7 separate regions of the Mus musculus genome follow, and regions 2, 3, 4, 5, 6 and 7 are each linked to region 1. The links are chromatin contacts, called in public Hi-C, HiChIP or PLAC-seq and promoter capture Hi-C maps. All regions are on one chromosome and are shown on one strand. Each heading gives the region's core, a stretch centred on a gene start, on an enhancer-like site or on the middle of the called end of the contact. The rest is flanking DNA. Distances are from core to core; before and after follow the strand shown.

Region 1 (3,013 bases), core at 283-2,782:
TGAGGCCCCCAGCCAAAGCAACAGGTTTTCTTTCTTTTTCATACCCTCCACACTTCCCTCCCCCACACCTGCTAGACTAGCCACATGATCCCTGGCACACACAAGGGTCCCACCAGAGTTACCAACTCATTCCCCACAACTCCTGTTTCAAAAACTACCCATAGTTAAGAATGCAAGGCCACTCAGCAGAAACCACAGAGTACTAACCTGAGTCCTTCCAATTCTAGGCCCTCTAGTTTCTTTGTCCATGAGAAGATTCTGTCCTTTCTTGTCACCATTTAGATCCCAAATCTCCTCTGGAAGCCAACTAGATAGCCTAGACCTCCCAGTACCAAACATACAAGTTGTACCTGCCCTCAAGGTTGACCCTGTAACCTCGAGGAAATGTAGGAGTTGGGGATAGGGGTTTCCAAATCTGCTGGTCTTTCATTACCTCCTAAAAGGCCACCTGGCACACACTGGAGAGTTCAGTCCATGTTTTGGGAGACTCTTCCCAGCCTTGGACACCCGTAGGTCCAAAGTGCCAGTCCACCCCCAGCACTAAGCAGATCTTATCCCATCCGTGAAGAAAATCAAAGATCTTCTACCCTTAAAATTCTCCCTGACCTGCACCCTAGGCCATTCTTCCGCTACCTGAAAATCCAGCTTTTGAGACTCAGCCCAAACGGTGGACTAGCATGGCTACCCCAAGCTGTCAGCTCACCGCTCGGCTAGAATCTCTCATTTTCCAAGACGCCGCCCCCCGACACCCCTTTCCCTAAAACGTCTAGTTCTTCCGACTTTTTCCAACTCAAAGCCACAAAACAGAACCCCAAAGCAGTTTCCAGTCTCCGAATCCCAGGATATAAAATCCTCCCCGCCCGCCCGCTAGGACCCTGGTCGCCTTAAAATAAAATCCATCCCCCTCCACACGGTTTTCCTTGCACCGAAGGCCAGGATCCGCCCTCAGGCTGCCCCGAGGCCCTGGCCGCAGATCCTTTACAACGGCAGGTGGCAGGATCCCTGGCTCCTCAGACCATCTCCTGGATCTCTGTGGAGTCGAGCTCCCGCGTCCCACAGCCCGTCCTCGGCCCGGACTCCAGGCTCCCCGGTCCCCCGCCCCGCGCACTCTCACAATGTCCGTCCGGCCCCGAGTAGCCGCCGGGCTCCGGGTGCGGCTGCAGCCCGGGCGGCGGTGGCTGCGCGGTCCCCTCCAGCTCGGAGCCCCCCTCGGTCTCGACCTCCTCGTTGTTGTGCCCAGGTAACCCCGGATCGTCGTCAGCCTCGAGCTCCCGTTCGTCTTCGGGCTCCTCGGCCTCTAGCGCCGCCAGCAGCCGCTCAGCAAGCTCGGCCTTCAGGCCGCGAGTGTCCAGGCCGCGGCGCTGCAGCTCCTCGCGAAGTTCGTTCACCTTCAGGCGACGCACATCCATGGCCCGGGCCCCCGGGGCGGCCCCCGAGCCTGGCCCGGCCTCCCAGGGCTCTGTCCCCCCTAAACCTTGCCTGTCAGGAGGCGAAGGGGGAAAAGGGGGGGCCACTCCAATGGCGGCGGCGGCTCAAGATGGCCGCCGCCGCCTCCTCCCCCTTGCCCGGACCGTACGATGTAAAACGAGTCTCAATTGGTCAGCGCATGGGGCAACGGGCGCGGGCCCGGGAACCAAGCCAATCACAGTGTGGCTTTCAAAAGAACGGTACTAGAGGGCTCAGGAGCTGCCTAAGAGGAAGCGTTAGCCTACGTTGAAGTCGCGGCCAGAGTGGAGGGCGGGAAAAGGCGAGAGGCGGAGCAAGCGCTGATTGGGTAGCGCTCGCGCGCCCGCTGCGGTACAGTCAAATGAAGGAAAGGGAGTAACGACTTGGAGCCATTAGCAGCCAGATCTCAGAACAACCGCCCAGTCTCTCCGCGCCGTGCTTCCCTCAGACTCTCTGTAAAACACATTCTAACTGGTCTTCATCTCACGCCCCCTCGCGGAGGCCAAGCGGGTAAAACCACCACAACCAATCAAATGCGGCGGGAAGAGGCCGGCCAACCCTCGTCTTTCCTGTTGCCTTTCGGGAACCGGAAGGAGATTAATTCACCGAGGCCCCGCCCCTTGCCGTTAGGGCGGTTTCAAAACAACCTGTTCGCCAATCGCAGTTACTGTTATATTTCACCACTGCCAGAGCTTGAGCGCTTTAGAAAAAGCGAACTAGATTGGCCATTCTTGAGAGGCTTGCCTCTCAAAGTTCTCCGTACAGCAGGGTATAATACGGAATGAAAATCAAGTGGATCTGTTACTCATCGTTTGTTAGAAACCCAGTTGCCTTTATGAGAAACAACAACAACAAAATTGGTCCTGGAGAGCGCTGAAGGGTTGAAAGCAGGGGCTAGGCTAACAACGGGAGAAAAGTTGTGTGGTAAATCGCACCCCTCCCTTTGATGCACAACCTCCCAGGGCGCTTTCTCTATGGTTGCTAGACAAGCCACTCTGCACGCAACCATAGAGCCTTCCCGCTCTGGGCATAGCTGCAGAAGTTCGCGGCTTTCCATCTCGAATCCATTAAACCGTTGTTGCTCAACCTCAATCTTGCTGTGTCTACTCTGACCAATTCGCACACGAGAATCCGTAATTACGACAGGTTGTGTTAATCCATACACCTGTCGCCCTTTGCTCAGAAGACAAAAACTTAGTGAAATAACACCGAGACGCACAACGCAAATGTGCACCGACATCTATAGCCTTAACTCCCAACAAAAGCCACAAACACTCTCTATTAGACACACGCAAACATCCCACAATAAATGAATAGGCGTGACAGGCCAAAAGCATCAATTCAGGATAAGACTTCAAACGGCAGTGTAGGTGTGGCACAAGCATGCAGCATCGTGCGACAAAGCTCAGCTAAGACAGTTCACGCTACAAGCTCACACCACAGCAACCTAGACACACAGCACCCACTCAGCAGCGGGACAGACACTCACGTGGGCCCGAGGTTCCAGTCCAGACACCCCGCCCCTCGCCCACGTCGGACTTCCTCTCTCCTCCCAGCTGACCACAAT
Region 2 (3,013 bases), core at 172-2,671, 1.9 Mb after region 1:
ACCTACTGAATGAAAGAGACCTTTCTGAGCTTCCCTTTTCTTATTAATACAACCAAAGTCCCCCTTCACCTGGCCCTGCTTGCCCCATGCAGTGCCATCTGCTGTCCATTGCCCTTTCCAACGATCTGGGCTTGGCCTCATAAGATTCAGCGGAAGAGTTTTGGGAGAGAGGATACCACTTACTGTTGATGGACTTGAGGTCCCGGTGAATGATGGGCACAGGGGCATCATTGTGTAGATAGTTCATGCCCCGAGCCACCTGCACAGCCCAGTTGACCAGCACATGAGGGGGGACCCGGCGACCTGCCAGTACCCTGCTCAATGCACCTCCCCGAGCATATTCCATCACCAGGCAGAGGTTTGGGGGGCTGAGGCAGGCGCCCCTCAGGGCAATGATGTTGGGGTGCTGCAGGGCTCCAAAGAGCCGGGCCTCCTGGCGGACCTGCTCCGCTGTCACTGCCGGGTCCCGTTCAGGGTCCAGCCGAGCGGCCTTGACCGCTACTTCCTCTCCACGCCATACGGCGCGATAGACTTTGCCAAAGCCCCCGACACCGATGATCTCCTCCAGCTGCAGCTCGTGGAAGGGGATCTCCTGTGGCAGCTGGAGGTCTGAGGGTGCGGCGGGTGCAGCGGGGGCCACGTAGTTGCTGGGGAAGACGCCCACACGGCCGCTGGGCAGCTGCCCTGTCCACCAGCCCTCATCTCCAGACACCGCACAGTCCTGGGAAAGCACCTGGACGCGGTCGCCTCTCCGCAGGGTCAGCTCCTCGTCGCCCACCGCCTCGTAGTCGAACACGGCGGTCCACACTGGCCCCGCGGGGGTCGCGCCCCACTCTCTGGCCGCCGCCCCCTCCTCCTCCTCCATGGGGGAGGGGCCGGGGGCTGCGGGAGGCCGCTTCACGCAGGCTGCCCGCGGAATGCTGAGCGCGGGGCCGGGAGGCCGGGATGGGAGACAGTCCCTGCGGACCCCGGGGGGCTCCTGGGGACCATAGCTGGGGGAGGGGCCTCCGCTGGAGCGAAGGAATTAAAAAGAAAAAAAACCCCAAAAACCTAAAAAACACCTTTTTCAAACGATAGGACCGATCCCTCGGATTTGGCTGTGCAGGAGAGGCGTTAGGTTCACCTGTCCCCAACGATGTCAGGGCGCAGGGAGGGCCGGGTCGAGCGGGGCCCGCCGGCGGAGGCCGAGGCCGAGGGCAGCAAGCGGCCGCCCCTCCCCGCGCCTCTCACCCCGCGCAGCTCCACCGGCGGCCCCCGGCTCCGCATCCTCAGCCACGACCGCAGGGCCGGGCAGGGATGGCGGCGCCCCGGGGGCGGCCGCCCCGGGATGGGGTGGCGCGCCCCTCGGCCTCCTCACGCGAGGAACGCGTGGGCGGCCCCCATCCTCCTCAGCCGGCTCCTGGTCGGCCCCCTAAGTCCCTCTCCCCGCCGGGGCTCTTGGCGGTGTCCAGTGACGTGTTTATGCTGCCGCCGCGATGCCGCCTGGGAGTTGTAGTCCCAAGCTGCGAGGCCTTGGGTTCGTCCCAGGCTACATGAGCCCTGGTCCTTAGGCCCTATCTCCTATCAGGGCGAATGAACCAACGCTTTCTACAAGCCCTGCAGGAGACCCGTTCATGTTGGAGTTCACGGTAACTGACTCATTTAGCCAAGGGAAACATAGGAGCTGAATGAATGGAGATTACGGACCGATACTCCTAAAGCGGTTCGGACAAGGTTCGCAGGATAGTCTCTAGGGTCCCTGGCTGGAAGTGCATGCTGGGAAATGTAGTTCGTTCGTGGACCATTGCGCTCCTTGAACCACCTGCTTCAGAGAGCAATGGGTGACTGGAGCAAGTTAACGCACAGACTTGTGCTGCCTCTTTGGGCAGGAGCAGGCTGGAGGGCGAAGTGTACTGTCTCGAAGATTTCATAGCCAGATTTGCTTGCCTCACCAGCTATGGGATCACTGGCATCTGCAGTAAGAACTTGTCTATACTCTTCTGCCTCCTATAATGAGCTTCAGTTTGGAGAGAGGGGGCTGAAAGGAGGGGTTTCCGGGGGTGGGGGCTTTGCTCAGATGATGTCATTAAATCTTCACGAAGAGCCTCATTTACAGGTGACTCAGAGAAACAAACTCACTTTGTTCAAGATTGCTAAATTATAAATGGCAAAGCAAGAGTCAAGGGCAGTTTAAAAGAAATTGAAAAATTGAAAAACAAACACTGTCAGTGATCGTATTTTTAAATTGTGTGTGTGTGTGTGTGCGCGCGCGCGTGCGTGCGTGCACGCACCCAAAGAGGGCGTTGGATCTCCTGGAAACTTCAGTCACAGGCGGTTGTGAGCCACCCCATGTGGGTGCTGGGGACCCAAATTCAGGTTCTCCGCAAAAGCAGCATATGCCCTTTAGAGCTGACCCATCTTTGCCCCCTACGGTAACTAAGATTCTGGTTGAGTTTATTTGTGGGACAGGCAAAGAACTGACTGAGAGGGACAAAGGTGTGCGTGTGTGGAGCTTTATTGAGGCAAGCTGACAATCGCTGAGTTGGGAGTCGTTACAAGGGCTCTGTGTTTAGCATTTTATAAGACTTATGGGTCCTCTCATCTTAACATTTTGCCTAGGCATTTGTCCTTCTAACCTTTCTCTAAGGAAGGAAACAACCCTGGCAGGAAGGCCGTTTCTCTACCTGCCTATATATTTTTCTAACTTATCCTCAGCACCATGTTTTTAGAATGCTGCCTTTCTATGTATAGAATGCAGAAGGTGAGTCCTGTATAACGTCAGTGGCTTGTCCAAGAACTATAAACGTCAGGGGGTAGAATCCTGGGTCTTTCCAGTTTGGTGATCCTAAATGGCTTGAGACTCTGGATAGAGGAAGGAAGAGAAGAATTTTAAGAACTCTCATAGCCAGATTCTGAGACACTGATGCTAAAAGATCACAGGAAGTGATACTACTCCTGTAGCTGACTAACAAGTCTCCTGTTGTCTGCTTAGGGAAACTAGGGGTCTATCGAGAATGCTTGTTGGCTGGTGAGA
Region 3 (3,013 bases), core at 194-2,693, 1.8 Mb after region 1:
AATTCACATTTTCCTGGTAGTGTCCCCATGCGCTTTTGTTGTTGTTTGACAGTTTCGTGTAGCTCAGGTTGGCCTTGAACTTGTAATGTATCAGAGGCTGAGGTAGAGATCCTCCTGCTTTAGCTCCTGGACATTGGGTTTACAGACACACAAACCTGTTGGCTACTGTGCATTTTACAAATGGGAAAGCAGGAATTGGAGAGGCATGGTTTGGTGGCCTGGGTTTCCCACAGGTTTAGGGGTGAAGCTGGGACCCTGGGATACCATAGAATACCATATAATATCCCACACCATGGAAATATGTGAAACGTGTACCCACAGAGGAGGGAAAGCTATAAGGCTGGGTGGCTCCTTGTGGGTAATGCTGAATACAGATGTGTTAGTGGAGAGATGGAGACACCAGGGCGATTTGAGGGTAATCTAAGGGGAGATGGAAACAGGAAGTACAAGAATAACTGGTATGAAGAGATTTAGGGGAAATGGGGGTTTCATGAAGGAGATGTGTGGGTGACTAAGACAATGATGACAGAGAGACCGGCTCATCAGTGCTTGCAATCCCCACACTCAGGAGGCTGAGCAATTGGATCTAAAATTCAAGGCCAGCCTGAGTTGCACTGGTGACTGAATGCTAATCTCCCGCACAGGTACCCAGTGCTAACAAAGATGGAAGAGTGACCAGCGGAGCACTGGGGACAGCAGGGGCGTGTCTGAGCTGACATACTTTGAGGTTACAAGGAGACCCTGTCACATAAAAAGAGAAAACTGAGCATATAAGGCCAATCAGGGCTTAAGGGGAATGAAAATGAATAAAAAGGACAATGTTTGTGCTGAAGAGATGGTGCAGCAGTTAAAAGCACTTGTTGCTCTTCCAAAGGACCTGAACTAGAAAACCCAGCATTCACATGGGATGGCTCACAACCATTCGTAACTACAAATCCAGGGAATTAGACATCTTCTGATCTCCTCGGGTAAATGCAGTCACAGATACTCAATTAATTGTAAACAAACAAAAAAACAAAAATTACTTCTTAAAGGAGGGGGCGATGTGAGAGAGGTCATGGCGTCAGAAGGGGAGGGGTGGTGACGATTTAAGTGGGGTATGATTTAAGAGAAGGGATGAGGGCACCTAAGTGGGCCAAGGACGATATAGAAGAGATGCATTATAGACGAGAGGGTGACACAGGGAGGGCAGCCAAGGTGTCGCGCACCAGATCGCACAGTACCTGCACGTCAGAGTCTTCTACTCCAGAACCTAGCCCCGCCTTCCCGCCCACCTGTGCGCAGGCGCAGTCGCGCTAGACTGCGGGCAGGGTGGGGGCTAGACTTGATCCTTTCTGATTGGCGGCGTTCTTCGCGACCGAGGCTCTGTGTTGTCATGTGATGGTCGCCGCCCCACACTCTCTTGCTGGTTGGAGGCTAGGAGGGCTAGAGCGGCTGGTGGAAGGTGCAGTCTGGCTTCCGGTATCAAGGGCAGGACTTCCGGGGCGGGCGGCCCAGGCCGAGGGAGGAGTGTCTGACAGTTGGCGCGACCCGGAGGGCGGGCGGGCGCCTCGTGGGGGTGCGGGCCCCAGAGTGCCAGGTGAGGTGCGGGACTGGGACGGAGGAGGTTAGGGATGGAGATACGGGGTGGCCGGGGGTCTGGACTTCCCGCGCAGCCCATACTGTACGATCAGATAAATGATTTCTCTTTCTGAGCCTCAGTTTCCTCTTCTGTACAATGGGGGCCCAGAAGCTGACCGTAGAACCCGTGTAATGGGACGTCAGGTCGTGCACACCCGTTCTGCTCTCAGAGCTCTCCATGTTACTCTTCCATCCTCGTTAGCACTGATGATGGGTACCCGCGCGGGAGCTGCCCGAGCTAGCAGGCCAGCGGGTTTGGGTTCTAATCCCAGCTTCCCTTTGCAAGAACTGGGCCTGTGTCATTACCTTTCTGAGCCCAAGTTTTCTCTGTTTAGTGAAAACCGATAATCTCAGGCTCCTATGTTCGTCGTGTGGATCCTGATGAATGTCTTTGGCATACCAACAGCTCGGTGGATCGGGATTGTAGCTGAGAGTTCTAACAACATAGAGGAGGGAAGCCCAAAGGAAGCAAAACAACAGTCAAGAAGATTGTTTGCCTCTTTCCTGAGTCCTGAAATAGCGATTTAAAATAATGACTAATGCATGTTCCTCAATTTAAAAGGGGGCATTTTGCATTGTTATCCTAGCCAGGAGAAGGGAACCTTAACTTGAAATACAATAGAAATAGAACATTCCTCTTCATTTGTGGGCAGTAAATGAAAGATACTTGAAAAGTTGTTTTGTTTGTGTGTTTGTTTGTTTATTTACTTATTTATTATTTTTGAAGCTGGGTCTCTGTTTGTAGCTCTTTCTGTCGTGGAACTCACTACATAGACCAGGTTGGCTTTGAACTCACAGATAAACTGCCTGCCTCTGCCCCTCTACCCAGTGCTGGGATTAAAAGCCTCTGCTATCATGCCAGGGTGGCTAAATAGTCTTATATACTTGGTTTCCACCTCACATCTGCATGCAACTTACATTAGGTCTACAACTGTCCCAGTCTGTCACTAGTTTAGTTCAGATTTAATGAATACCTGTCAGACGTAGTTGTAGGAACTTTGAGTTTGCTGTTTTAACCCCTCTAATATATATATTTTTTAATTTTAAATGACATGTTTTATTACACTGTATGTAAAACCAGAGGATAGCTTGGCCTGGTGGCCTTTACCTACTTAGCCTACTTATCTCTCTGCCCCTCCCCACCTGCCGCCCCCCCCCCCCCCAGGAGAAAAGCAGAGGTACTTGTTTTTAATTTTTTTCCCCATTGATGTACCTGCCCATGCATTTCTGTGGAGATTAGGAAAAGTTTTGGGAGTCAGTTCTCTTTCTCCGAGTGGGATGCCGGTTCAGGCGACAGAACTCCTGTTGTCTGACTTGATGGCAGGCACCTTTGAGTAGGTTGTCCTATCATTTACTTTAAAGTCCTGGCAATGGAACCCAGGCCAGGCACACG
Region 4 (3,013 bases), core at 222-2,721, 1.7 Mb after region 1:
AAAGGGCTTGGTGGAAGATAGATGTATATCCAACCTGAAGCCTGCATTAGTAAGAGTGTGCCTACGGAAGGTTCCAGAATAGGGTAGCGTTTCTGGCTAAAAAAAAAAAAAAACATGAGCAAGGGACAGAGAAGCATATGGCTCCATTGACAAACTACACGTGGTCCCTGCAGTTAGTGATGCCAGGCATGTCATCCCAGCACTTGGAAGACGGAGGCAGCAAGAGTAACAGTCCTAGACCATGTTTTCAGTAACAGGGAAATAACAGCAATATTACTAATAGTAATACTGCCACTACAGTGAAGTAGAGATGGCCAGAACTAGGGAGGTCTGCGAAGCCTGAGTTGTCCAGACTGACAAGATGGCTCAGCAGTTACGGGTGCTTGCCGCCAAGCCTAATGACCTGAGTTCAATCCCCAGGCCCCACATGATAGAGGGAGCGAACCAACTCCTGTGAATTGTCTCCTGACTTGGACATATGTGCTGCACTACCTGCATGCCATGAGTGAATAAATGTAATGTGATCGAGAAGAAGTAGCTCAGAGAAAGCCAGGCTTTGCAGGCCATGTCGACTTACAACTGCAATCCCAGCACTCGAGCTGCTGAGACAGGAGGATCGGCGTAATTTTGAACCCAGTGTAGGCTATTGACTCAAAAAGAAAAAAACAAAAAACAACAACAACAAAAAAAAACATTGCAAAGGAAGTAGGGGTGGAGGCATGGGCTCCTGGAGATTTTTTTAGAATTGTTTTTATTATTTTTTGTGTATGGATGTTTTGTCTGCATGTATGTCTGTGCATGCCTGGTATCCAATGAGGTCAGAGGGTGTTCAATCCCCTGGAACTGGTTTTAGAGATAGCCTTGAATCAACATATGTGTCCTGGCAATTGAACCTAGGACCTCTAGAAGAGCAGTCAGTGCTCTAAACTTCTAAGTCATCTCTTTAGCCTCATAAAGAATTGTTTTGTTTTTTGTTTTGTTTTGTTTTGTTTTGTTGGGTTCTAGGGGTGTTTTTGTTTTTTTGTTTTTTTGTGTTTTTGTTTTTGTTTTTTTGTTTGTTTTTTGTTTTTTGAAACAAGGTCTCACACAGCCCAGGCTGGCTTCCAACTCTATGTAGCCAAGGATGACCTGATTTTCCTGGCTAGCACAGTGCCCAATCACTAGAATTACAGGTACATAGCGTGTCTGGCTTAGGTTTTACTTTCTAAAGCTTCTGGACGTGAAGCCTAAGAGAGCAGGGATATGGGGTGGACAGAAAAGGAGAGAGGACCCTCCCTCCAGCTAGGTCCTGGGTGAATAGTCTGTGGGGCAGGAGGAAGCTCAGGCCATAACTAAAGTGATGGTTGGGCTTTACTGAGGGGGGGGGGCACTGGAGGATTGCCAGTTTAGGATGGAGAAGAAAGGGGAGGAAGTGCCCTACACTGGCAGTCCAGGTGGCACAGGCCCTGTAATCCCAGATCCCGGCAGATGGACGTTAGAAGGAATCTGAGCTGCAGAGTGAGGTCAAGGCCAGCCTTGAGTGCACTGAGATGCAGCCTCAAAGAAAACAGGAAAGGAGAGCTGCAGATGTGCCTCAGCCTTTGAGAACACTGCTGTGCTTCCAAAGGCTCCACATGGGGGCTCACGACTTCAGTCCCAGGGGATCCAAAGTCTTCTTTGTGCACCAGCCGGCCAAGTAGTGCAGACATAAACATGGGCAAAACACTGAGACACACACACACACACACACACATATATATATATTTAATTTTTTTGCTGGGAGGTGCTGGTGCACACCTTTGATCCCAGCACTTGGGAGGCAGAGGCAGGCCGATTTCTGAGTTTGAGGCGAGCCTGGTCTGCAGAGTGAGTTCTAGGACAGCTAAGGCTACACAGAAAAATCTTGTTTGTCTGTCCCTTCAACTACCCCCCCCCAAAAAAAAACCCACCACCACCACACATAACCTTCCCTCAAATAAACAACAAAAGCCCCATAGAGGCACGCACACTGCAGCCCCTCAGGAAGGCCAAATTTTCACAGAGGAGAGAAGCAGCTTTGTCCAGGAGGTTTGTGGCTGTTCTGGGTTTGAACCTGTCTGCCATCTTCCTGATATTCATTGTGTGGCCACAGGACTTCCCGCTGGGTACAGAGATGGGGTACGTACCTGGGAAAAGGAGGTGGAGGTGGGATTGGCAGTGTGTGCCTGGGCCCCACCTCACTGGTTAGAAGGAGTGGTTTTTTTCCCCCTAATACCAGGGATTGAATCCAGGGTTTTGTATGAGATAGGCACACACCCACACTCTACCACCCTATCCTTTGAGACAGGATCTTATGTAACTACCACATCCAGGTCAGGTGGGAGATTTTGGGGTTTTGTTTTGTTGCCGTGTACCTGTACTCAAGTGCATATACACATACCAGTCAGAGGACAGCTTGTAGGTTCTTTCCTTCTTTCTTCCTTCCTTCCTTCCTTCCTTCCTTCCTTTCTTTCTTTCTTTCTTTCTTTCTTTCAGATTTACTTATTTTTTTTTTTTTTTTTTTTATTGCACATCACTCCTTTATTATACTGATCTGGAAAGAGACTTAGTTGTTACGCCCAAACGAGCTCTGAACCCACACGGTAGGGTCAAGCAGCTGGAACATGATTCAGACAGTGAAAGACAAAAACTCGGACATGATCCAGGGGTACTTCACCTCTACAAAACAAGGCCAAGGGATCCAAACACAGCAAGAGGTACAAGGAGTTTATCCCACTGATATGAGGAATGGCTTATTTTCTGGTGACCACACAGGACTGTTTCAAATGTCACTAGCAACCTCAGAGTTGCTTTTGTGTGCTGATAATATGTATATATACTTTTTTTTGTAAAAGTAAGTGTAACATAGACTTGACAAGATTGATCCCAACCTTCTAGGGCCAGCAGCTCCTTTAGGGTCAGAGAGAAATTAGGGTTAAAAATCACCATGAGGTTACTTCCACTCTCCACTGGAATGACTATGCCCCCAGTTACCTAACTGCAGGAAGAGTGCAGG
Region 5 (3,013 bases), core at 287-2,786, 1.7 Mb after region 1:
GCCGTCCGCACCGCCGCTCACCTGGGCGCCGGCCGCCGATGCGGTCCCGGATGCTCGCCGCGCAGCACCGCCCTCCCTGCGGGCGTTCGTCGCCGGGCCGGGCCCGGCTCTGTTCGGCCCCACCGGCCCGCCGCTCGGCCAGATCCGCATGCGCCGCCGCCGCCGCGCCTCCCCCCACGCGCCGCAGCCGCTCCGCACGCCCCCGGGACCCCTCCCGCACGCCGCCCCGCCGCCCGCGCTGTCACACACCGGGCCACGCGTGTGATGCACAGCCGCGCTCGCGAGCGCTCGAGGCAGCGTCACACACTCCCACACTGCCACTCACACACCGGGCCCCTGGCAACGTCATACACACTCTCTCCACATGCACACTCTCATGGTGTCACTCCTTCGTAAGGGGTCAGTCAGGGTCAAACCTTCTAACTGTCTGTCACACGCAGTCACTTGCAATGTTTTCCTCTCTGGAATGTGTCCTGCAGGGTCATTCACTGTGACACACTCTGATATAGCCACCACTGACAGTGACACTCAGATATCACCAGTAGTTACCAATACAGTAAATAGTGCCCTGCAGGATCGTACATACATTGTTACTCAAATACTGCCACCACCACAATAAGGGTCACATGAAATCACTTGAACAGTATCACAGGATGGAATAGTGCTCTGCAGGACCACGCACTGTGACACACTCACATACAGCCACCACCACCAATAGCACATACAGTCAGGCATGTCACACACCTCCAAGGTGTCACAGAGTATCTACGCTCACACAACACAAAGTTCACAATCGCATAGTCTTACACGCTTAAAATGTCACACCAGTTGCCTAGGCACAAAAGATGACACACCCTGTGTTGCTACACACCCATACATCAGAGCCTCAACAAGACACAAAAGGAATCTCAGTTGATGTCACACACAGTCACACATAAATGGGATCATATCACGCACCCATGTGGTGTCCCAAACCTTCCCAATCCGAAAGTATCACACTCCATTACAGCTTACCATATCACACAGGCTGAGTACCCCTCACAGTATCACCCCCATGGACGCCAAATAACATTAATGATCTCTATACACAACTCACATTGCAACACAAGGAATGAAACCGGGTGTCGCCCACAACCATGCTGTCCCTTGTGGTCACTGAGGGTCACACAGGCACAAAATCACCCCACACACCCCTCTTGCTTGTTGGGAGGACGCTTTGGTAGAGGGAAGTACCATCTCAGAGCCTGTCTGTAAGGGGGCGTGAGCAAAGAGAGCACGGTGGGCGTAACGCCCCGGCCGGCCCCGCCCCGCTCAGCCCCGCCCACTAAGGGTGGCTGTCTCTAGTAGGCAGAGCGCTAAGTGACAAACTGCTCTAGCACCGCCCACTCCCTTCCCTAGAAGGGGCGTGGCTTCTACGTCTAAGCGCCTATCGGAGAAGGGGCTCTGGAAATGCAATTTGACTCCTCCGCCTACTCATGCTCTTTCCAGCGGGAGGCGTGGTCGCCTCGGTCCCGCCCTTTGAACCCAAATTAGGAGGGTGAGGCGGAGGCTGGAACCTTGTCTGGTCCCGCCCCCTCCTTCTGGGTCGAGGAGGACCCGCAGCGCGCCTCCTCGCAGCCACTGTGTTCCCGCGCGTCCTCGGAGTTCTCAGCTTTTCCGGCCCTGGACCCCGCAGCATGACTGTCAAGAAGATCGCGATCTTCGGTGCCACCGGCAGGACCGGGCTCACCACACTGGCGCAGGCGGTGCAAGCAGGCAGGAGCCGGGGCGGGTGGGGGAAGTCATGAACACCGGGCGGAGTTTTGGGAAAAGTCGTCCTGGGGGCCGGGCGGAGACCACACGGGGCGGTGTGTGCCCCAGCCTGTGGGCCAGCAAGTGGTCACGGGGGCACAAATGGAGGACTCTGACATTCAGCGTTATGTGGGTTCAAGGCGTAAAGGAATTAACTGTGGGAACCTGGAGGACTCCTCTGACAGTTCTATGCAAACCAGGGGTTCTTATGAAATGTCGTAACTGTGGTGGTGGTCCTAGTTAGCACACCCAGAAAGGGTTTTCTGAGCCAGGACTAGCTTGGCATCCAGCCAGCCGGGCCATCTCCTTACACGTGTTAAAATTCTGGTGACCCTCATTTGGAATGGGAACTAGTGTGTTACCCCACTTGACACATAAGAAAACTGAGGCGGAGAGGACTTGCTGGTACATGGCTGTGTCGGGATTTGAACTCCGGTCCGTGGTCTTAAGCACTAAAAAACTGTCTGCAGGCTCATAGTTTGGTCACTGGAACAGAAAATCGAAAAGGTTAGGCAGCAACTTACTTCAAAGAGAATGGAGGTGATCACCCTATAAGAGAGGGGCAGTCCAAGAACTGAAGTCCTGGGAAGGACATTGAGCTTTGGGGCCTCCCGAGGGGAGGGCGCAGGATCCCCCATCATCCCCTGGCTCCTCAGTCTAGAAGTTAACTCTGGACCAGACGTGAAAGTTCCAGATAAAGAGCCACACCCTTGCTAGCCTTGGCGATTCTTAAGATATTGACTATCAGAGTGCCCCAAAAGGGTGGAGGCCACAAAGAGCCCAGTCCCTGCTGGTTCCCAGCACAGCTCCTGCTTTGGGTGAGGCTTTTTCTAGAAGTTCCATCCCCCCGCCCCCCATGGGCTATCCTTTCCCCCAGGGACTTAATGAGGGCCTTAATTCGTGGCAAAGGAGAGCGCCCTGGGCCTCCCAGAGAAAACAAACTACAGGCTGGCTGTGGTGGTGTAGACCTGTAATTTCCCCCACCCCTGGAGAGGCAGAGGTAGGAGACTCAGGAGATCAAACCTATCCTTGGCTGCGCAGCAAGTTCAAGGCCATCGTGGGCAACCTTAGACCCTATGTCAAAACAACAAAACAAAAGCAAGCTGCTGATAAATCATTTCTAGGGAGGAACAGGGAAAGGAAGAGAGAAGTTGACAAATGCTGTGTCACCATGAATTTGTGGAGTATCCTGTTAAATACCTTAATCCCCAATACCACTGTT
Region 6 (3,013 bases), core at 226-2,725, 1.6 Mb before region 1:
TGATCCCCATGACCCACATGGTGGGAGAGAAAGAACTGACTTTTGCAAGCTGCCCTCTGTCTTCCACATACATGCAAATTCATACACATAAATCCTTTTTGAAAATCCAAACTTAGGTTGTTGATGGGCTCACTCTGCTGTTAAAAGCACGCACCACTTTTGTAGAGGACCCGGCACCCACGTCAGTTGGCTAACGGGTTTGTAAAGTCAAGTTATGGGGGAGGGAGGTGGGAAACAGACGTCCTCTTCTAGTTTTCTTGGGCACTACACGCAATGGTGCATATACATGTGCCCAAGCACACATGTGCACACACGCACACATACATTAAATATTTAAAATTATTAATTCAGTTCCTTTGTACTTGATTTACCTTTTTCTGCATTCCTGCTTCCATGCTTTTTATAGAATTGCTTCTTGAACTGGGTGGGGATTAGTTACGTTGAGTTTGTCCTAGTGTCACGTTTGAAAAGCTTTTCTTTTCCAAGATTTTTATAAAGACAGTGGAGGTTGGAGAGCTGAAGGTGAATAGTGATAATCAGCAGAATTAAATAAGGGGAATCCCATCCCATAATCAGCCTCCAAACCCTGACACCATTGCATAAACTAGCAAGATTTTGCTGAAAGGACCCTAATATAGCTGTCTCTTGTGAGACTATGCCGGGGCCTAGCAAACACAGAAGTGGATGCTCACAATCAGCTATTGGATGGATCACAGGGCTCCCAATGGAGGAGCTAGAGAAAGTAGCCAAGGAGCTAAAGGGATCTGCAACCCTATAGGTGGAACAACATTATGAACTACCCAGTACCCCGGAGCTCTTGACTCTAGCTGCATATGTATCAAAAGATGGCCTAGTCGGCCATCACTGGAAAGAGAGGCCCATTGGACATGCAAACTTTATATGCCCCAGTACAGGGGAACTCCAGGGCCAAAAAGGGGGAGTGGGTGAGTAGGGGAGTGGGGGGAGGGGGACTTTTGGGATAGCATTGGAAATGTAAATGAGGAAAATGCCTAATAAAAAATATAAAAAATAATAATAATAATAATAAGGGGAATCCCTAAACTCAGGACTATGCAAATGATCTGGAAGGGAGGTCCGCTGGGGTTAAGGCAGGCCCTGCAGATCCCGTGAACTGTAGACCCAAGCAGTCCCTGACGTGCTCTGGGGAAAGCGCTGTTTATCCCAATCTTCCACAGAAAGCAGGGAAAGCATCGTGGTTCGAAGATTTTTGGCTTAGGGTATGCCAAGGACTTTCAAAAGTCTGAAGTCCGGTTTCCTTACTCCATGGCACTTCCGCTCGGGGAAGGCAAGGACTCTGAAAATTCTGGGAAATGTAGTTCATGACCCTCCCATCCCCGGGATGATAAGATAACTTCCGCTGCAGGTGGGGGGGGGGGGCTGAGAGGCCATCCTTCCGGTTGGGAAATGTAGTTTGGGAATCCTCAGTGTGCAAGATCCTCTGCAGGAGACTGCAGGAGACTGTTCTCCCCGCAACCTTCGGGAATTCTGGGAAGTGTAGTCCTGGCTGCCTATGCGGGAAGAGTCACTTCCGCCCCAGGTGTGTGAGGCCTTGTTCCGTTCCTTTCAGAAAGGTGAGCCCTCCCCTTTACTGACCCCTCCCGAGTGTGAGCGATCCTTTTCAGGTTGCCCTGGGTGATAGCCACCAGGCTTGTATCCTGGGTAAGGAAGTCTGCCTCGGAAAGGTAGAACGTGAACTTACTTTGGAAGAGCATGCCCGAGTGTGCTGCGATTGCACACACTGACTCAGGCCTGGCCCGGGGCTGTCAGTCACCTGGATGGAGGGTCTCCTGGGCGATGGGCACCCCCAGCCGCCTCCCTAGCTCTGGTCACGATGCCATCTCCCAGCAGTGGAGTTCAGACTCTCCATCTCTGCCTCCATGCTTTCCACCACGCCTTGGTACCTATCCAAGAGTGATCTAGAGTTTCCTGCAAGGCTCAAAACTGCTGACGCGCGGTAGGAAATGGGACATTTACTATCGGTGCTTTCCAATTTCAGAGAAGCTGGACGCTTTAGTGACCCACGGATGGTCTCAGAGCTCCTGCTGTAGGGTCTCTGGACCCAGCCTGTCCCCATTATCAAAGTCCTTAATGACTTGTTTTGTTTTTGTTGAGACAATCGTTCCCAGCTTTGTGTGCAGTGTCCACTGTGCCTTACGGGGGCCGGGAGAGGTGTTAGCTGAAGTCCGGTTTCTCCGAGCAAGTTGTCTTCTTAATCCTTTATATAAAAAGTGCTGCAGGGGAAAGAGGCATCAGAGAACGTGGTAGTGGTGCAGTCGTTTGAATGAGAAATGACCCCGTAGGGTCCAACCTTTGGATGCCAGGTCCACAGTTTAGAGGGCGGGGTGCTGTTTCTGGAGGTTTGGCTGGTGTGGCCTTGCTGGAGAAATACGTCATGGGGCGGGGTCAGCCTCCAAGGTGTTTGCTCGCTATGCTTGAGTTTCAGAAGGGAGCTCTCAGCTTCTTGCTCCTGTTGACAAGTCTGCCACCTGCCATGCTGTCCCTACTATTATGGAACTGAAAGCCAAAATAAACGCTTTCTTCCACACCTTATTCATGGTGTTTGATCACAGCAACAAAAAGTAACTAATACACAGGGGTAGACCTTAGCATCCTTCTGTCAATCTGTCTGTTCTGAGGAGTGAGGCTCTCTTTACTCATTAGCAGATCCACTTATGAAGTTACCCTAATATTTTTTAATTAATTCTGGACGGGATAGAGAAATGCTTGGACATAAAGAATAAGTATGAAATATAAACATTTAAAACTAAATGCTGTACGGGTTCTATCCAAATTAATAAATATAACTCTTAAAAGAGCTTTATTGGATGTGGAGTCATCATTATTTTTATCACTTCTATTTAAGGAAAAAAATAAAATTTGTTTTTTAGAACATAGGTTAAAAATTTACTGATTGTACCAAAAAATATAAAATTATTATCATTATATCCTGTGTTCCTAGGTAATTATATTTCTTTATAGTCTACTTATTTTC
Region 7 (3,013 bases), core at 309-2,808, 1.6 Mb before region 1:
TTTTAGGGAGGGAGATGGAACAAGAGAGTAGCACTGAGTTGAACTGTCCTCCAAGCAAGAAGCTGACATGTGGCTGCAGCATGGTTGGCTCAGAAGTGGATTGTCAACTCGCTGAGACAAAGTAAGCCGTCTTCCTGTAATATGTCATTTACTTTATTTATGTATTTATTTATTAATTTGTGTTTGCATGCCTCTGTGTGTGTGTGTGTGTGTGTGTGTGTGTGTGAGTGTGTGTGTGTGTACACCAGTGTGCTGCAGCACCTGTGGTAGAGGCAGATGTAAATTACAGAAAGTCAGCTCTCTCCTTCCACTGTGTGTGTTTCAAGGATTGAACTCAGGTCCCCGGGCCTGTACCTGCCAAGGCATTTGCAGGCCACGGGCAGGGTCTCTTGTTTCTGCCACACTAAGAGGTCAGGCTAGCTGGTATGGAGTCTTCTTGCCGGCTTCAATATGGCACTTTGCTTTTATTGTGAGAATCAATAAATGGTTTTCTTTTTTTGTTGTATCTGTAGGTTGTATGGGTGGTGAATATCCAAGGACACAGCATTGGCTATGAGTTAAATCCAGTGTTTCTCAAACCTAGCTTCTGGTGCACTCAAGAAAACAGCTTTTCCAGTTTTACTTACCCTTTGCTTCCAATTAGTGTGTGTGTGTGTGTGTGTGTGTGTGTGTGTGTGTGTGTGTGTGTGCATGTTTGGAAGAAGAAGAGTAATTATGGCACAAATACAGGAGTCACATACGTCAGGTGTCAGTACTACCACTGAGCCAGGCTCCCAGCCCTTCACTGGGGGATTCTAGGCAGGTTGTGGTTTGACTGAGAATGCCCCCATAGCTCATATATTTGAATGCTTAGTCTTCAGGGAGTGGAACTCCTTGAAAGGATTTAAAAGGTGAGCAGGCGTGGCCTTCTTGGAAAAAGTCTATCACTGGGTATGAGCATCAAGATTTTAAAAGCACATGTGAGTCCATTTCTCTTTCTCTGCCTCTCTGCATATGGATCAGGATCTAAGTCTCAGCTACTTCTTCAGCATCATGCCTGCCTGCTGCCATGTTCCTGCTCTGATAAAGGACTAAACCTCTGAAAGTGTAAGCCAGCCCCCAGTTAAATGCTTCCTTTGGTAAGAGTTGCTTGGACTTGTGGTATCTCTTCAAAGCAATAGAACAGTGACCAAGACAGGAGTTGGTACCAGGGACTGGAGTATTGCTGTGACAAGCCTGACCATGCTGTTTGTTGAAGGAATATGGAAGACTTTAGGACTTTCCACTACAAAATTATTAAGTGCTTTTTGATTAGTAGAGCTTAGTGGGTCATCCTAGGAGGAGAATGCAAGACAAGGGCAATTTGAGCTGGGGGTGGGGGGCAGCTCAAGAAGTTTCAGAGGCAAACAGTACATGGCCTAAACCATTCTAGTCATATACTGAGGAAAAAAAGTGGGTGATTTTTGTCCTCATCCTAAAAATCTGCCTGAAGCTAAGTTGATGAGTTTTGTATTACTGGCATAAGCAGGGGAGATTTCCAGACAGCCTTGTGTTGACTGTGTCTTGTGGTTATTAGCAGTCGCTCTCATGGAGATCCAGCATGAGGAGGAGCAAGCCAGACAGAAAGAACTATGCAGTGTGGAGTGTGAGGAGAAAAGAAGCACCGTGAAGGCTTAAGGAAAAGCCTGATTCTGAATGCTATAAAGGGAGTGCTGACCTCAGGGCAACACCCCACCCAGCGAAGCCTCCAGCCTGTGAGAAGGAAGAGGAAAAGCTTCAGCATGAGGGAGGCCATCAGTTCCAGCTTCAGCATGAGGGAGGCCATCAGTTCCAGCTTCAGCATGAGGGAGGCCATCAGTACAGCTTCAGCATGAGGGAGGCCATCAGTTCCAGCTTCAGCACGAGGAAGGCCATCAGTTCCAGAAAGATAGTGGACATAGAATCGGATGGGGCCAAGGTCCAGACCATCGAGCAGCAGAACATGCCAGCTTTGGCCACTTGGTTCTGGCTTTAGAGTCAAGGATACAAGAAACACTTGGTTCTGGCTTTAGAGTCAAGGATACAAGAAAAGGGTTCTTGAGCCTCCCTTAGTAATGAAGGAAATGCCCTGAAGGCAGTTGTAGTATAGGAGAGTTCCTGCATAGTGGCCAAGAGAGGGCATTGAGTGAAGCTGTGAACCTGGATTATGTCGGAGACCACAAGATGTTGAAGATGCCAGAACTATGGGATCCCAGCTGCAGAGAGCTGCAGACTGAGGTGAAACCAGCCTGAGAGAGACAAGTGTGTTACAGCCAACATAGCCGAAAGAGTAAAGCATCTGAAGAGTGCTTTGACATCAGCATGGAGATGCAGAGTTTGGCCTCCACCTTTGGTTTTTAGTCTTGCTATGGTCCAGTGTTTCCTCACTATACTGCCTTCCCATTAAGAAATGGTAAAGTATATTTTATGCCATAACACATTGGATTATGTGGTCTGCTTTTTGATTTTGATTTTACAGGGAATTACAATGAAGAGATTGTCATGAGTATCATAAAAGTTTGACATTTAGATTTTTAAAAAATATTGGGATTGCAATAGATGGTGGGGACTTTTGAAGTTGGGCTGAACGCATTTGGCATTATGATATGGGCAAAGGCTTATCGAGACAGGTAGCAGAGTGTGATGGTTTGACTAACAGTGGCCCCCATACATCTATGTATTTGAATGATTGGAAATAGCAGGGAGCCATGCTTTCTGCCATGTTAATGGACTAAGCCTCTGAAACAAGCTTTGATCATGGTGTCTCTTCATAGCAGTAGAATAGTGACCCAGACACCCTGTGCTCTACCATCACTCCCACAGCCTGTGACTGGAGGATTCTATTCAGGGACTCTGCCTCTGCTGCTGAATCAGGCTCCTATAGCTGAGCAGTTGAAGTTTTAGCTTTTATAATATAATATAAAATGAGACTTCAGTGTTCTTAAAAAGGACCCACAGCTGGGCATGGTGGTGCTTACCTCTTATCCCAGCACCCGGGAGCGAGAGACAAAGGGAT

Evidence for each region. Promoter capture Hi-C pulls out the DNA fragments that hold promoters and counts their contacts. Hi-C and Micro-C count contacts between places; a contact is called where the count stands out from the background. HiChIP or PLAC-seq counts read pairs in DNA pulled down with a chosen protein or histone mark. Capture Hi-C pulls out chosen DNA fragments and counts their contacts.
Region 2: a promoter capture Hi-C map of pre-B cells shows a contact between it and region 1, with 3 times the contacts expected there. The contact joins the promoter of Map3k10 here to the promoter of Hnrnpul1 in region 1. A contact is called at or near these places in 5 of 39 promoter capture datasets (cranial neural crest, embryonic stem cells, frontonasal cranial neural crest and 2 more) and 8 of 115 datasets of contacts at active chromatin or transcription factors (astrocytes, embryonic forebrain, embryonic stem cells and 5 more).
Region 3: a contact with region 1 is called in a promoter capture Hi-C map of liver, with 4 times the contacts expected there. The contact joins the promoter of Pld3 here to the promoter of Hnrnpul1 in region 1. A contact is called at or near these places in 4 of 39 promoter capture datasets (cranial neural crest, liver, pre-B cells and 1 more), 4 of 115 datasets of contacts at active chromatin or transcription factors (acute myeloid leukemia, embryonic stem cells, large pre-B cells and 1 more) and 2 of 9 other capture datasets (adipose tissue and liver).
Region 4: a contact with region 1 is called in a promoter capture Hi-C map of liver, with 5 times the contacts expected there. The contact joins the enhancer-like site here to the promoter of Hnrnpul1 in region 1. A contact is called at or near these places in 5 of 39 promoter capture datasets (the HPC-7 cell line, cranial neural crest, frontonasal cranial neural crest and 2 more) and 4 of 115 datasets of contacts at active chromatin or transcription factors (astrocytes, embryonic limb bud, large pre-B cells and 1 more).
Region 5: a Hi-C map of B cells shows a contact between it and region 1, with 8 read pairs. The contact joins the promoter of Blvrb here to the promoter of Hnrnpul1 in region 1. A contact is called at or near these places in 4 of 39 promoter capture datasets (cranial neural crest, embryonic stem cells, frontonasal cranial neural crest and 1 more), 1 of 484 Hi-C or Micro-C datasets (B cells), 4 of 115 datasets of contacts at active chromatin or transcription factors (astrocytes, forebrain, large pre-B cells and 1 more) and 1 of 9 other capture datasets (embryonic stem cells).
Region 6: a promoter capture Hi-C map of hippocampal neurons shows a contact between it and region 1, with 6 times the contacts expected there. The contact joins the promoter of Zfp112 here to the promoter of Hnrnpul1 in region 1. A contact is called at or near these places in 1 of 39 promoter capture datasets (hippocampal neurons) and 2 of 115 datasets of contacts at active chromatin or transcription factors (embryonic forebrain and neural progenitor cells).
Region 7: an H3K27ac HiChIP or PLAC-seq map of double positive thymocytes shows a contact between it and region 1, with 5 times the contacts expected there. The contact joins the promoter of Zfp235 here to the promoter of Hnrnpul1 in region 1. A contact is called at or near these places in 1 of 39 promoter capture datasets (hippocampal neurons) and 2 of 115 datasets of contacts at active chromatin or transcription factors (double positive thymocytes and large pre-B cells).

Annotation. Positions count from the first base shown.
Region 1 is chr7:25,753,227-25,756,239 of GRCm38.p6, forward strand. It overlaps Hnrnpul1 (heterogeneous nuclear ribonucleoprotein U-like 1), which reads right to left and starts at 1,533. Exons shown (of 15, transcript NM_144922.3): 1 at 1,115-1,533. The coding sequence starts at 1,409.
Region 2 is chr7:27,673,160-27,676,172 of GRCm38.p6, forward strand. It overlaps Map3k10 (mitogen-activated protein kinase kinase kinase 10), which reads right to left and starts at 1,422. Exons shown (of 10, transcript NM_001290528.1): 1 at 184-1,422. The coding sequence starts at 865. It also overlaps a transcript of Zfp607b not described here.
Region 3 is chr7:27,551,775-27,554,787 of GRCm38.p6, forward strand. It overlaps Pld3 (phospholipase D family, member 3), which reads right to left and starts at 1,444. Exons shown (of 14, transcript NM_011116.2): 1 at 1,224-1,444. It overlaps 2310022A10Rik (RIKEN cDNA 2310022A10 gene), which reads left to right and starts at 1,516. Exons shown (of 10, transcript NM_175107.5): 1 at 1,516-1,579.
Region 4 is chr7:27,466,365-27,469,377 of GRCm38.p6, forward strand. It overlaps the pseudogene Pgam1-ps2. Among named protein-coding and RNA genes, the nearest start is that of Sertad3, 6.0 kb to the right of the region's middle. Within about 2 kb of position 1,472, at least 15 of the 459 cell types and tissues checked have an H3K27ac peak or open chromatin away from gene starts, as enhancers often do.
Region 5 is chr7:27,446,442-27,449,454 of GRCm38.p6, forward strand. Blvrb (biliverdin reductase B (flavin reductase (NADPH))) reads left to right here and starts at 1,537. Exons shown (of 5, transcript NM_144923.3): 1 at 1,537-1,755. The coding sequence starts at 1,677. It overlaps Sptbn4 (spectrin beta, non-erythrocytic 4), which reads right to left and starts at 148. Exons shown (of 36, transcript NM_032610.2): 1 at 22-148.
Region 6 is chr7:24,110,845-24,113,857 of GRCm38.p6, forward strand. Zfp112 (zinc finger protein 112) reads left to right here and starts at 1,476. Exons shown (of 5, transcript NM_021307.2): 1 at 1,476-1,592.
Region 7 is chr7:24,130,814-24,133,826 of GRCm38.p6, forward strand. Zfp235 (zinc finger protein 235) reads left to right here and starts at 1,559. Exons shown (of 5, transcript NM_019941.3): 1 at 1,559-2,410.